Linked DNA regions of Hordeum vulgare: regions 2, 3 and 4 are each linked to region 1. A link is a contact called in public Hi-C data. All regions are on one chromosome and are shown on one strand. Each heading gives the region's core, a stretch centred on a gene start, on an enhancer-like site or on the middle of the called end of the contact. The rest is flanking DNA. Distances are from core to core; before and after follow the strand shown.

Region 1 (2,700 bases), core at 88-2,587:
CGTGTACGACACCGGCTCGTGCCCGGCGGCCACGACCTTGCCGAACACCTCCTTGGCTTCCCTCAGGACCGAGATGTCCGCCGCACACTGCCGGCATAGCCCCCGGGCCAGGGTGTCCAGCGCGCGGCTGTCCGCCTCGAACCCGGCGTGCTCCATGCGTTTGAACGTCTTCCACGCTGCAGAGACTTCGCCTGCTCGCAGCAGAGCCGGCAGCACAATGCTGAAGCTGATCTTGTCCGGCGGGCAATCGTCGTTGTCGCACATCTCCATAAGCAGGTCATACGCTTTCAGCAGGTTCCCCTCCTTGCAATGGCCATTGAGCAGCGCGTTGTAGGTGAAAATCGTGGGCGAGAGGCCCAACCGGATGGCATCTTCAAAGATGGCCATGGCGTCCTCCGTCCGCCCCACCTTGCAGAACCCGTCCAGCACAATGGTGAAAGTGTAGATGTCCGCCGTCTGCTTGGGCGAGTCCTTGAGCTTGTTGAGGAGGACCCGCGCCTCCTCGAGGCGGCCAACGTAGCAGAGCCCGCCGATGAGGCTGTTATACGTGCGGATGGTGGGCTCGCTCCCGACGGAACGCATGGTGTCGAACACCTCCATGGCCCTGGTGACGCGTCCACGTTTGCAGAGGCAGCCCACGACGGCAGAGAAGGCAGAAACGCTGGGGAGGTAACCGCGAGCTACCATCTCGTCAAGCGTCTCCTTTGCCTCGTCGGGCGCGCCCTTCCTGCAGAAGCACTGCACGGCGATGGCGAAAGAGTGGGCGTCTGGCGCAACCACGCCGTTGGGCTCGAGCGCCCTGAACAGCGCGACAGCGGAGTCGTAGTCCCCGCCCCTCGCGAGCGCGGAGATGATGTCGTTGTAGTCGGAGATGGTGAGCGCCGCATCGTCGCGCTGCAGGAGGTCGAGCACCTTCACCCGCTCCTCCATGGGGAGGCTCATGATCCGCCTCGCGCAGTCACGCGCCCGGAGCTGAGCCTGAGAGCTCCTCCTCCCGCCGCCACTGTCACCCAATTCCCCGGAGCCCGACTCCAGAACTTTGGCTGACGCGGGATGTTGTTCTTTGAGGAGGCTGCCGTTGCCGTTGGACTGGAGCGCGCCGAGGAGCTCCGCGTCGTGGTCGTCTTGCGGTGGTGCTCTACAGAGGCAAACGAACGGCACCGCGGTTCGAGGGGGCAAGGAGAGGACACCATGGCAGCTGGAGGACGGAGGGGAGAGCGGGAAGGAGGAGTGGTAGAGAGACGCCATGGCCGTGGGGGCGGGAGCGTGGCCGCGGGGGGTAAGATCGAGGAGATGGATGGGGTTTGAAGGTGAGAGGATGAGAGGCTCTCGTACAACGCAAGTGTAGCGTCCACGCGCGGAAGACAAGGACTCGTGCGGGCCGGGATTTTTTTCTTCGAAAAGGACCACTAGGTATTGTCAAAAAAGACCAAATGTTGTATATTTTGTAAGAAGAGACCTCACCTCTACGTGGCGGCAAGCGCACCAGATCACGCGTGACACTTGCCGCCACGGGACCAGACGGTTGGGCCTTGCCGCCACCAGGTGAGGCGGTCGGCCTGGGTTTTTGTCCCAGCCAGCCACGCGACGGAACGGGGCCGTGCAGGTGGGACCTGCCACCACCGCTCGAGGCGGCCGGTCAGGACGCTACGCCGCACTGATTCCCACGCGTCGAAAGTGACACACGCTGATTTGCAGGCATCGAAAGTGGCGCTAGACGGCTCCATTTTCTCGCCTAATTTTCATCTGTATCCGCGCCCTTTTTTCCTACTAAATTTTGCATGTTCGCGCCTTATTTTCCCGCCTTCACATCCGTTTGAGACTATAAAAGAAGGCACTGAAACACTCTTCGCCTTCATGACTTTATGTAGTTTTTGTATGATGATGCATCTTAATTTCAAAAATTTAATATATCTTATTTTATGCAAGCAATTATCAATTGAAAAAATGCGTCGAAATATATCGAGAACTTTTATTTCATCAAACTACATAGATGTATTGTACCTATATCTGAAAGTTTGAAACTGACATAGAGAGATACAATAGTTCGCACACATAGATAGACGAATCACCCTACGCGACGATGGCCAGCTGGCCTTTCCCGACGACCGGAAGGTGACAAGCGATTAGGGGGTCTGTGTTCACGTAGACCACGGTCGTACTGTCCCTACTGTTCATGTGTCTGCGACTCATGCATAGGTGGTGGACTCTGCAATTCATATTGTGATGATGACTCGAAATTATAGGTGTATGGCTGTGACTCAGAAGGGATATAAGATGGGCCAATAACGTCCTTCTCGAAAAACTCATTTAGCATTCCTCGGAGCCCGCATTGAGTATCATGCGTTTCTGTGAGTATTTCTTTGTGTACGGCACACTCGGTTTCTTCGTGTTCCCATGATGCATCATGAATTCCTGCACAGAAAAAATGTACGTAAATAAAAGTCATGTAAATGTTGTACACCTGTAATTGCTTATTATACTCGTACATACCTGACCGTTGTTGTAGCTTTGTGATCCCTCACATGTAGTGTGTTGGTTTGTCTGAGACAAACGAGTCTCCTCGGGCATTCCGATCCTTCGCGTGGAGGCATATGGCTGAGATCCGTCACCTTGGGTGTATGCGCCATATCCTGTATATGCATCCTGGTCCATGAAATGAGTCTCCTCGAGCATCGAACCCAAGCCTGGAACATGTAC
Region 2 (2,700 bases), core at 168-2,667, 530 kb after region 1:
TTTGAACATGACCATGTGTTGAAACCTTAATGTATGGAAAATATATGTCCACCGAGTTTTCCTAAATTTTCTCAAATATTTTTGAAGCAAAAAAATATTTTTTCCTATGAAATACCATTTCTCGCCTCAAAAAAGTTATTTAACTAAAATAGGAAAATAACTTTGAAAATAATTATTTTGTGGTTTTAGGAAGTCTTTTGAATAATAGGATTCAAATAAAGTCGTTTGGGTAAAACATCCCTCCTAAATTGGGGACTTGCAGTCCAAATCCCAATCAAGGGTTTTGGAGAACTTGAAATGGTTAAATGCCTTCTGTCAAAATAATAATTTATAAAAATGGTTTTTTGGTTTCATTCACATTGGGCAACGACTTGCGGTCAAGGAGGTATGTTTTAGAGAGAAGGACAACTATACTGATTCATAAACTCAATTAGTCACACAAGCAAGTTGCAACAAAAAATCGGTCATCACAAACATGAAAAAAGTTTAGTTGGTTTCAATTTTATAAAAACAACATGCTGCAAAAGTGGTACAACACAGTTTGTGACAGACCTGTCCCCTTACAAGAATCTCATCCCCAAGATTCCTAGGCTAGGCGTTAAAAAGAGAAGGAAACTCGGATCTGAGGTAGTCTTCACGCTCACATGTTGCTTCTGTTTTAGTGTGGTTGGTCCACTAGACCATGAAGTACTTGATGATGTGTCTTCTGGTGCAATGTTCGACTTCGTTTAAGATGCGGACTGATCTCTCACGATAAGTGAGGTGTGGTTGAAGATCGATGGCTTAGCGATCGATATCCTTGTAGAGCTCAGGGCGGTTGGGAACTTGAAGGCACTTTTAAAGTTACGACGCCTGGAAAACGTTATGCACTTTCCAAAGTTCAGATGGTAGGGCGGCGGCAAAACCAAAAGGAAAAAACGCAAGATTTAGCAGCCGGAGGGCGATTTCTACAGCTCACCACATAAAAATGCACGCTGAAACACATATACGAAAACTGTTCGGAGAATTTCTATGGTCCTGTATTGACGGTTATTTTGCGACCAAACGAATATAGCGCCTCAGCACTTGGTTGGACTGGACCTACCTACTAGCGTATGGACTATCCAGGACAGTCGGTGGCTTTGATACTTCTCCCCTTCTCCCGCCTAGTGGTATTTTGTGTTGAAAAGTTGCAGTAGGAAACGGGGAGAAAGCTAGACCTGATTGGACAGGTCCACTCCAAGACCAAAGGCGTGGTGCCAAAGCTGCTCTTGTTGAGCTGTTATGCACCAGTTGCCATCCCATCGCTGCCGTTAATTAGCGTACATAAGTATGTGCATAACCATCTTGGTCCCCACGTGTTCAGGTGACTCCGGAGACGATGCAACGAATACAACGGAGAACTGACAGTGCCAACGCCCTCAAACAAAATTTTAACTTTATACTAATTTGTGTTCTAAAAATTATATTAAGGATAAAGCAATTTCAACACAAATCCATTTGATCCGTTTTTTATTCGTTTTGGGATGCGTGTCCGCACGTCCGTGTTTGCTTTTTCATTTAGGAATGCAGATGCATCCAACATCCAACAGGGACGGATGCATTTTTTGATATGTCCGTCCGACATTCAGTCGAACATCTGGTGGGCGAACTCCCGCAGCGCCACCTCGCAGCTCCGACAACCTCGCCTTCGCCCCGCCCTGTAGCTGCCTGCGCTCAACTCGCTCGAGCCATTGCGCCCACGCCGCGCCACCGTCTGCATCAACGCTGTCGCGCCCCCGCCAGGCGCCGTGAGGCCCTTCGCGGGCGTGCTCTCCATGGAGGCCCTGAAGCGCGACATCAGGACCTCGCCTGGCGCGAGTGCCCCGTCGTCTCCGTCCTCTCCATCCACGTCGGATAGGCCGCCTCCTCCCTCGTACCACTGACCACCACCTGCCCGGGCTCCGTCGTCGTCGTCTAGTGCGCCTCCTTCCCAGAGCGTTCCCGCCCCAAGCTCCTGCGTCGCTCGCCCCTGCTCTACGCCCGCTCATGTTGTGCCCCGCGTCGCGCGCTCGCCCCTGCTCTGCGCCCACCCGTGGTCCGGCCCGCGTCGCGTGCTCGCCCTGCTCTGCGCCAGCCCGTGCTCCGGCCCTCTCCATGCTCCGCGCCCGTGCTCCGTCCCAGCCGGTGCTCCGCCTCCCCTGTTCCGCGCCCGTGCTCCGCCCCTGCCGATGCTCCGCGTCCCCTGCTCCGCGTTCATGCTCCGCCCCCTGCCCGGTGCTCCACGTCCCCTGCATCACAGAGGAAGGAGCTGGTGGAGGTGGGCACGGGCGCATGCAAGACCGGCGGCTTGCGGAGCTACGGCGGTTGCGGCTGCTAATGTGCCGGTGAGCAGCAGCGAGGACGAGGCGACGGGGACATGCAGCGGGCGAGGGCGCGTGCAGGACCGGCGCGGGGGGGGGGGGGGTGCTGCTTCTCCCCGCCCAGTCACTGATGGGTGAGACCAGGGCGTACACGAGCGGAAGGAGACGACGGGAGCGTTCATTTTTATCCATTGCAGACCCACTTGTGACTCATATTTGGGTTCAGTTTGGGTCAAAAACGGACATTAGGCGGACACGTTGTTCATTTGGGTCGCCCCGTTTGGCAAAGTTTTATATCCAAATAACTCAAACGTATTTTAGTACGGAGGGAGTAAAATGGAGGCAAGCAGCAACTGACGTATGCTTGGGAGGCAGCCAG
Region 3 (2,700 bases), core at 30-2,529, 540 kb before region 1:
CTCCTACTTGCTTTCACTATCAAGTCATACAAATACATACAATAGGTTACAATAAGTTTGCATGCGTCACTAGTCTCTAATATTCTTTTGACTATAGGATTCGCATTTGTCCAATACCTTTCCAAGCATGGCAACTAAGTACACATGACAATCCAATCCTCCAAACCAATTCACATATCAGCACACTGCAAGACTTGTAGGTAAAGAATTAAGCGAATTACAGCTAGCCCTTTATTACTACTGAAGATGTTGGTTAACCCGCCAACTACCCAGCACCCGGCAGAAGGTGTTTTAAAGCATGCGCCATCACTCAGAAACAATGAGTTATCCAAAATCCCACCAACCAAACGCTAAAGAAGCACCACCTTAACTTCCCACCTGCCAACCAACCATCCAACACAATGCGCAAAGAAACAAATTAAGCCGCAAATGCGCATATTTTCTCTAAGCTGGAGGAAAAAAAATTCCCTTAAAAAACATGATAATTGTCCTTGAATGCCTCGCGCCATCGCCAGACACCTCGGAGGAACGAAAGAAGTTGATCTGTAGTATCCGTACGAACCAGACACTAGTGCAAGTATGCAGCATTGAGCATCGTAGTGTGGGGGCGGGGATGGGCACCTTTTGGCGCGCTTGGGGTCAATGGCTGCGAGCTCGGCGAGCTGCTCGGGGGACATGGCCTTCTTGGCCTCCAGGACGTCGGCCAGCGCTTGGGCGGCAGCAGCGTCCCTCCGCGCAGCGCTGCCGGCAGCGGAGAAGAGGCCGGAGCCGTCGACGGAGCTGCTGTAACGGTGCTTGGGGCGCGGTGGGGAGGAGGTCTCGGCGGCGCGGTCGCGGTCTGAGCCCGCGGCGGGGCCGGAGGAGATCTTCTCGATGTCCATGAACGTGGAGAAGAGGTCGTCCTCGGAGCCGATCTCGTCGAAGCCCGCGGAGGCGTCGCCGTCGGCGCCGCCGGCGATGTCGAGGTCGTCCGGGAGGCGGAAGGCGACCTCAGATCTGGCGCGGCGGTGGTGAGCCCCGCGCATGGCCGTGGCCGCCGCCGCCGCCATGGGCGGGGAAGGCGGCGGGAAGGGCCGGGCCGGCGGATCCGCGGGTTTGGGCTGCTGCATTGGGCGGTCGAGCCAGGGATTGGAGGAGGTGTAGATAGGGCGCGCAGGCGCAGGCGGCGGCTGCTGCTGCTGCTGCGCCTGTATGTTTTCCCTGTAGCTTTCGGGTTTGGTCTGGTTTTTAAGAGGTGGGGTTAGAGTGGGATCTGGGACTGTGGCCTGGCCTAGCTAGATGAGACTGGGAAGGGAAGGGAAGGGAAGGGGGATGGATGGGCATGCATGTGCATGTGCATGTCACTGGGAGGGAGGGAGGGACGACCGGACGCGTCGCCTTCTTCTCCTTGTTCTCTTCTTCTACGCACGGCGGGTCGGGTTACCATTTTTTTTTTTTTTTGCATGCTAATGGAGCCGGGATCTATCGGCACGTGCGCATGCTTGTGCGTGTCTATCGGCGCAGCCACACAGTGCCGACCGGTGGATCTTGCCCCCGACCCCGAGCTTCGCCGGTCTAGCTATGAGACATCCAACCAAGGAGCTGTTTGGGTTTCACCCACATCTTTTAAGAGAGAATTCTTCGTTGGACGCGGCTACCGTAGCTGGCGCATCTCAAGACGGCGAACAACGTATATTTGTTAGCGTCTTAAAAAAATTTAAAAGTCATAACTTTTGAACCGGTTGTCAGAATAATAATTTGTTTTTACGGGTATATTTTTTACGCGAACTCTTCAAAACTAGATCCCATATGGATAGGTTTCGACGAACTTTTTTTTAAGCAACTTTGTGTGCTATATGAGGCAACTTTAGTGATATAGGCAAGTAACTCCTTTCCCCCCTTAGTATATCTATCTATCAGCGAAGAATTTTTTTAAGTTGGTTACCACGACTAACAGTTGACTAGATTTACATCTAAAAGCTTTACATAATTAAACAATGATGATCAATTGCCTACAAATACTGTGAAATTACTCAATTTTGACGTTCAGTTGCCTACAAAATACTATAAAGTTGCTCAATTTTGATGCTCGGTTGCCTATTACTGATGGTCAATTGCCTACGGTTAATGTTCAGTTGTGTGCCATTAATGCTCATTTCTGTACTATTTGTGAATAGTTGCCATAATTGCACTCGAGTATCACAAAAAAGTGAGCAACTTTTAGTGTGTTTTTTGCGCAACTCCAGTGCATTCAACAAACAACTCATGTGTATACACACGATGCAATACATCTAGCATCAAAGTACTTCTATTTAACACTAAAGTTGCCTCATCTAGCATCGAAGTTGCTTTTAAAAAAAAAATTCAAAACATATTCATATGAGATCTCGTTTGAAGAGTTCGTCACGAGGAACCCAACGATGAAAACATATCATAATTTCGACACGCGGTTTGATAGTTATAGCTTTTTGAATTTTTTTCAGACGTGAATTAATGGACATCCAACGCATGCGGAGCCTAGCATGCACATCCGACGCATAATTTAACCATTTTAGTTTGGAAATAGCCGACCACATTTGCCTTGGTGTTGCTAAAGGGTGAAGTTATTTAACCTTCTAGTCATGATAGATAATTTTGAAGGAATTTTCGTTGATAGACGATTATACTAGGCACACTAATAAGAAGTTGCTTTTCTTTATCACTAAAATTGCCTAAATATCA
Region 4 (2,700 bases), core at 155-2,654, 770 kb before region 1:
AGTGTCATTATGTATATCACCAAAATGCTTCAGTATTCATTCTCAAAAAGGAAATGCTTCATTATTTTTCTACCGAAACAAACATTGATCCAAGCAGAATGTGTGATGGTAATAGATATAAGGGAAAAGGACAATAAAACGCACATAACTTTCTCAGACACGGCTAATCTCGGGGTTTGACTCACAGAAGAGAAGAAGGGAGTGTAAAAGCATAGACATTGTACAAACCTCGTTTTCATCTGGAAAAACAGAGCTCCCCATAAAAAGCATGTGCTCTGCAGAAATTCAGAACACTCTGAGATTACTATAAGCTAGAGCGTACATATCATCAGACTAGTTCCCTCCAACTTTTGGATAGCATCGAACAGAAGGCTTGGTAGTTTTAAGCTTTTAGCTGATGCATATGATCAGCCATAATACAAGATCGGTAAAACAAAGATGACAATGATTGCATACCTAGAAAATGAGCCAAGCCCTGTGCCTTTGGAGGGTCCGCAAAACTGCCCATTCCAACACACACTGCAGCAGCAGCCTGAAATTCGATGGATCATGTAAGGAAAAGCAAAACCAAACATGAAACTTGCAGGCAGCAATACTCACGGCTATCAAAATGCACCTATTCCAGAATTGCAGAAATATAGCAAAAAGAGAAAGCGTAATATCTCTTACAGCACAATCCTGAACAAATCCGTCAAGCTAGCAATTGGTTCTAACCACTTGGACACACGAATTATTCTCAACAGTTCAATTTACATTCCATCGGTTATGATCCACCTGTCTGATCGTTGCCAGTTCCACTAAATTATGCTAGATCCAGCTATCGTTCATAATAGCAGCATCACGGCCACCACAGAGGAGAGTGATCCAATGTACTAGCAAAATTAGATTGAATAGAACAAGTAGAGGTATGTAAGAGCAAAACTCATCGGTACCTTCTTAATGACCGGCTCGGAGCTGCCCTTTTCCTTCTTCCTCTTGGGCTCGCTCCCATCCTCGTCCTCCTCGCCTTCTTCTTCGTCATCGTCGTCCTCCCCGTCCTCGTCGCTATACTCTTCGTCATCTTCTTCGTCGTCCTCGTCATCATCTTCTTCGTCGTCCCCGTCGTCCATGTCCAAGTCTTCGTTGGGCTTGGGGGCAGGGCCGCCGTCGGCGTAGATCTCAGGGTCGTGGATGAGGAGGGCGCAGAGGCCATTGGCGAGGCGAAGAAGGCGGTAGGAACGGTTATCGGTGGGGGACTTGACCACCAGCTCGTCGTCGCGAGACACAGCCGCCGCCATCTCGGCCGTCCGCCGCCGCCTGTGGGTACGAAGGAGGGAGGGACGAAGGTGGTGGGAGATAGGTATGCGGCGGCAGTAGCAGCGCGGGCCTCCTCTCCTGTTTCCTTGGTTTATATCTTGGTTTTGTTTATTTAGGGTTACAAAGCTTTGGCCTACTATTTGTATCAAGGAATCGCTTCCGACGCAACACGCAAGTGCGTTCCAAACGGGGATTTATGCGACCCTACCGCCTTACCTCATTTTTATTTTACACGTCTCTCCCTAATAATAAAGCAAATTAAGTTTCTGGTCGTCCGTTGTGGCATTTTTGTGAAAACATCCTTGTCGTCTCGGGTAATTAACCCGTAGTTCTATTTTAAGTGGATACTTTAAGAAAACGTTTCGTTCTTACACAAAACCCCTTGTAGTTTTGCCTACTCAACCCGCGATCCTTTTTCACCTGAATCTGGATAGGGTCAACGCGGCGGCTCGAGCGGCTGGGGCGATGCGGCGGCTCGAGCTCCCCCTCCCCTCCCGATCCGGGCTTGGTGTGGATGGATCTGGCGGCGGGTGCGGCGTCTTGCTCCGGTGGCGACGACACCCTGCCTATCCAGAGAAAGAGAGAGTGACATGGCGTTAGGAAGAGAGGACCCAAAGGAGAAGGAGAAGGGGCACAAGGCGAGGGAGGCGATCGTGGGCGCGGATCAGGGCGAGGCGGTCCGGGTCGACGTCCACCAAGACGTCCTTGCCGTAGGTGAGGCGGTGGAGAAGCCAGTCGTGGCGACCGGCTAGGCGCTGCTCTTGCGCGCTGTCATCGACGCCGGGGAAGAAGGGGCGTTGGCAGGCCGGGAAGAATCAGGGCTCGTACCGGCAGCTCCGCTCGTGCTCCTCCACGGCATGCCGCGGCAGGGACGCAGCGTAGCCGTGCTGGAGGTTGCGGCACGCGAAGAGGACCGACCCGACCATCCTCGCGACGGCGCGGCTGCGGGTGTAGTCCTTGGAGCCGAAGAAGGGGCGTTGGCAGGCCGGGAAGAAGCAGGGCTCGTACCGGCAGCTCCGCTCGTGCTCCTCCACGGCGTGACGTGGCAGGGACGCAACGCAGCCGTGCTGGCGGTTGCGGCACGCGAAGAGGACCGACCCGACCATCCTCGCGACGGCGCGGCTGCGGGTGTAGTCCTTGGAGCCGTAGCGGGTGCACACCGTCGCCATGTGGTAGGCGTCGTGGCAGGACACGGTGTGGCAGCCGAAACAATCGCCCATCTGTCGGCATCAGGTCCGGATCAAGCCGGATGCGAGCACCATCGCCCGATCTACTACCTGGAAGCGGCAGCAACCACCCCACGCGGCCACCGAGCGCGCGGGACCCGTCGGAAAGCACGCGGAACCCCAGCACGGGAGCTGAGCGAGCGACGGCACGATAGGCGGCTGGAACGGGGAAAGGCAC

Evidence for each region. A called contact is a pair of places that touch in the nucleus more often than the background predicts.
Region 2: a contact with region 1 is called in a Hi-C map of seedling, with 8 times the contacts expected there. The contact joins the promoter of LOC123446506 here to the promoter of LOC123446505 in region 1. A contact is called at or near these places in 3 of 6 Hi-C or Micro-C datasets (leaf and seedling) and 1 of 1 datasets of contacts at active chromatin or transcription factors (embryo).
Region 3: a contact with region 1 is called in a Hi-C map of seedling, with 4 times the contacts expected there. The contact joins the promoter of LOC123448702 here to the promoter of LOC123446505 in region 1. A contact is called at or near these places in 2 of 6 Hi-C or Micro-C datasets (leaf and seedling) and 1 of 1 datasets of contacts at active chromatin or transcription factors (embryo).
Region 4: a contact with region 1 is called in a Hi-C map of seedling, with 4 times the contacts expected there. The contact joins the promoter of LOC123448701 here to the promoter of LOC123446505 in region 1. A contact is called at or near these places in 1 of 6 Hi-C or Micro-C datasets (seedling) and 1 of 1 datasets of contacts at active chromatin or transcription factors (embryo).

Annotation. Positions count from the first base shown.
Region 1 is chr4H:392,624,104-392,626,803 of MorexV3_pseudomolecules_assembly, forward strand. It overlaps LOC123446505 (putative pentatricopeptide repeat-containing protein At3g16710, mitochondrial), which reads right to left and starts at 1,338. Exons shown (of 1, transcript XM_045123082.1): 1 at 1-1,338. The coding sequence starts at 1,248.
Region 2 is chr4H:393,149,536-393,152,235 of MorexV3_pseudomolecules_assembly, forward strand. LOC123446506 reads left to right here and starts at 1,418. Exons shown (of 1, transcript XM_045123084.1): 1 at 1,418-2,644. The coding sequence starts at 2,008. The coding sequence ends at 2,349.
Region 3 is chr4H:392,079,982-392,082,681 of MorexV3_pseudomolecules_assembly, forward strand. It overlaps LOC123448702 (transcription factor RF2b), which reads right to left and starts at 1,280. Exons shown (of 4, transcript XM_045125670.1): 1 at 622-1,280. The coding sequence starts at 1,109.
Region 4 is chr4H:391,857,790-391,860,489 of MorexV3_pseudomolecules_assembly, forward strand. It overlaps LOC123448701 (nardilysin-like), which reads right to left and starts at 1,405. Exons shown (of 19, transcript XM_045125669.1): 1 at 933-1,405; 2 at 457-532; 3 at 229-275. The coding sequence starts at 1,277.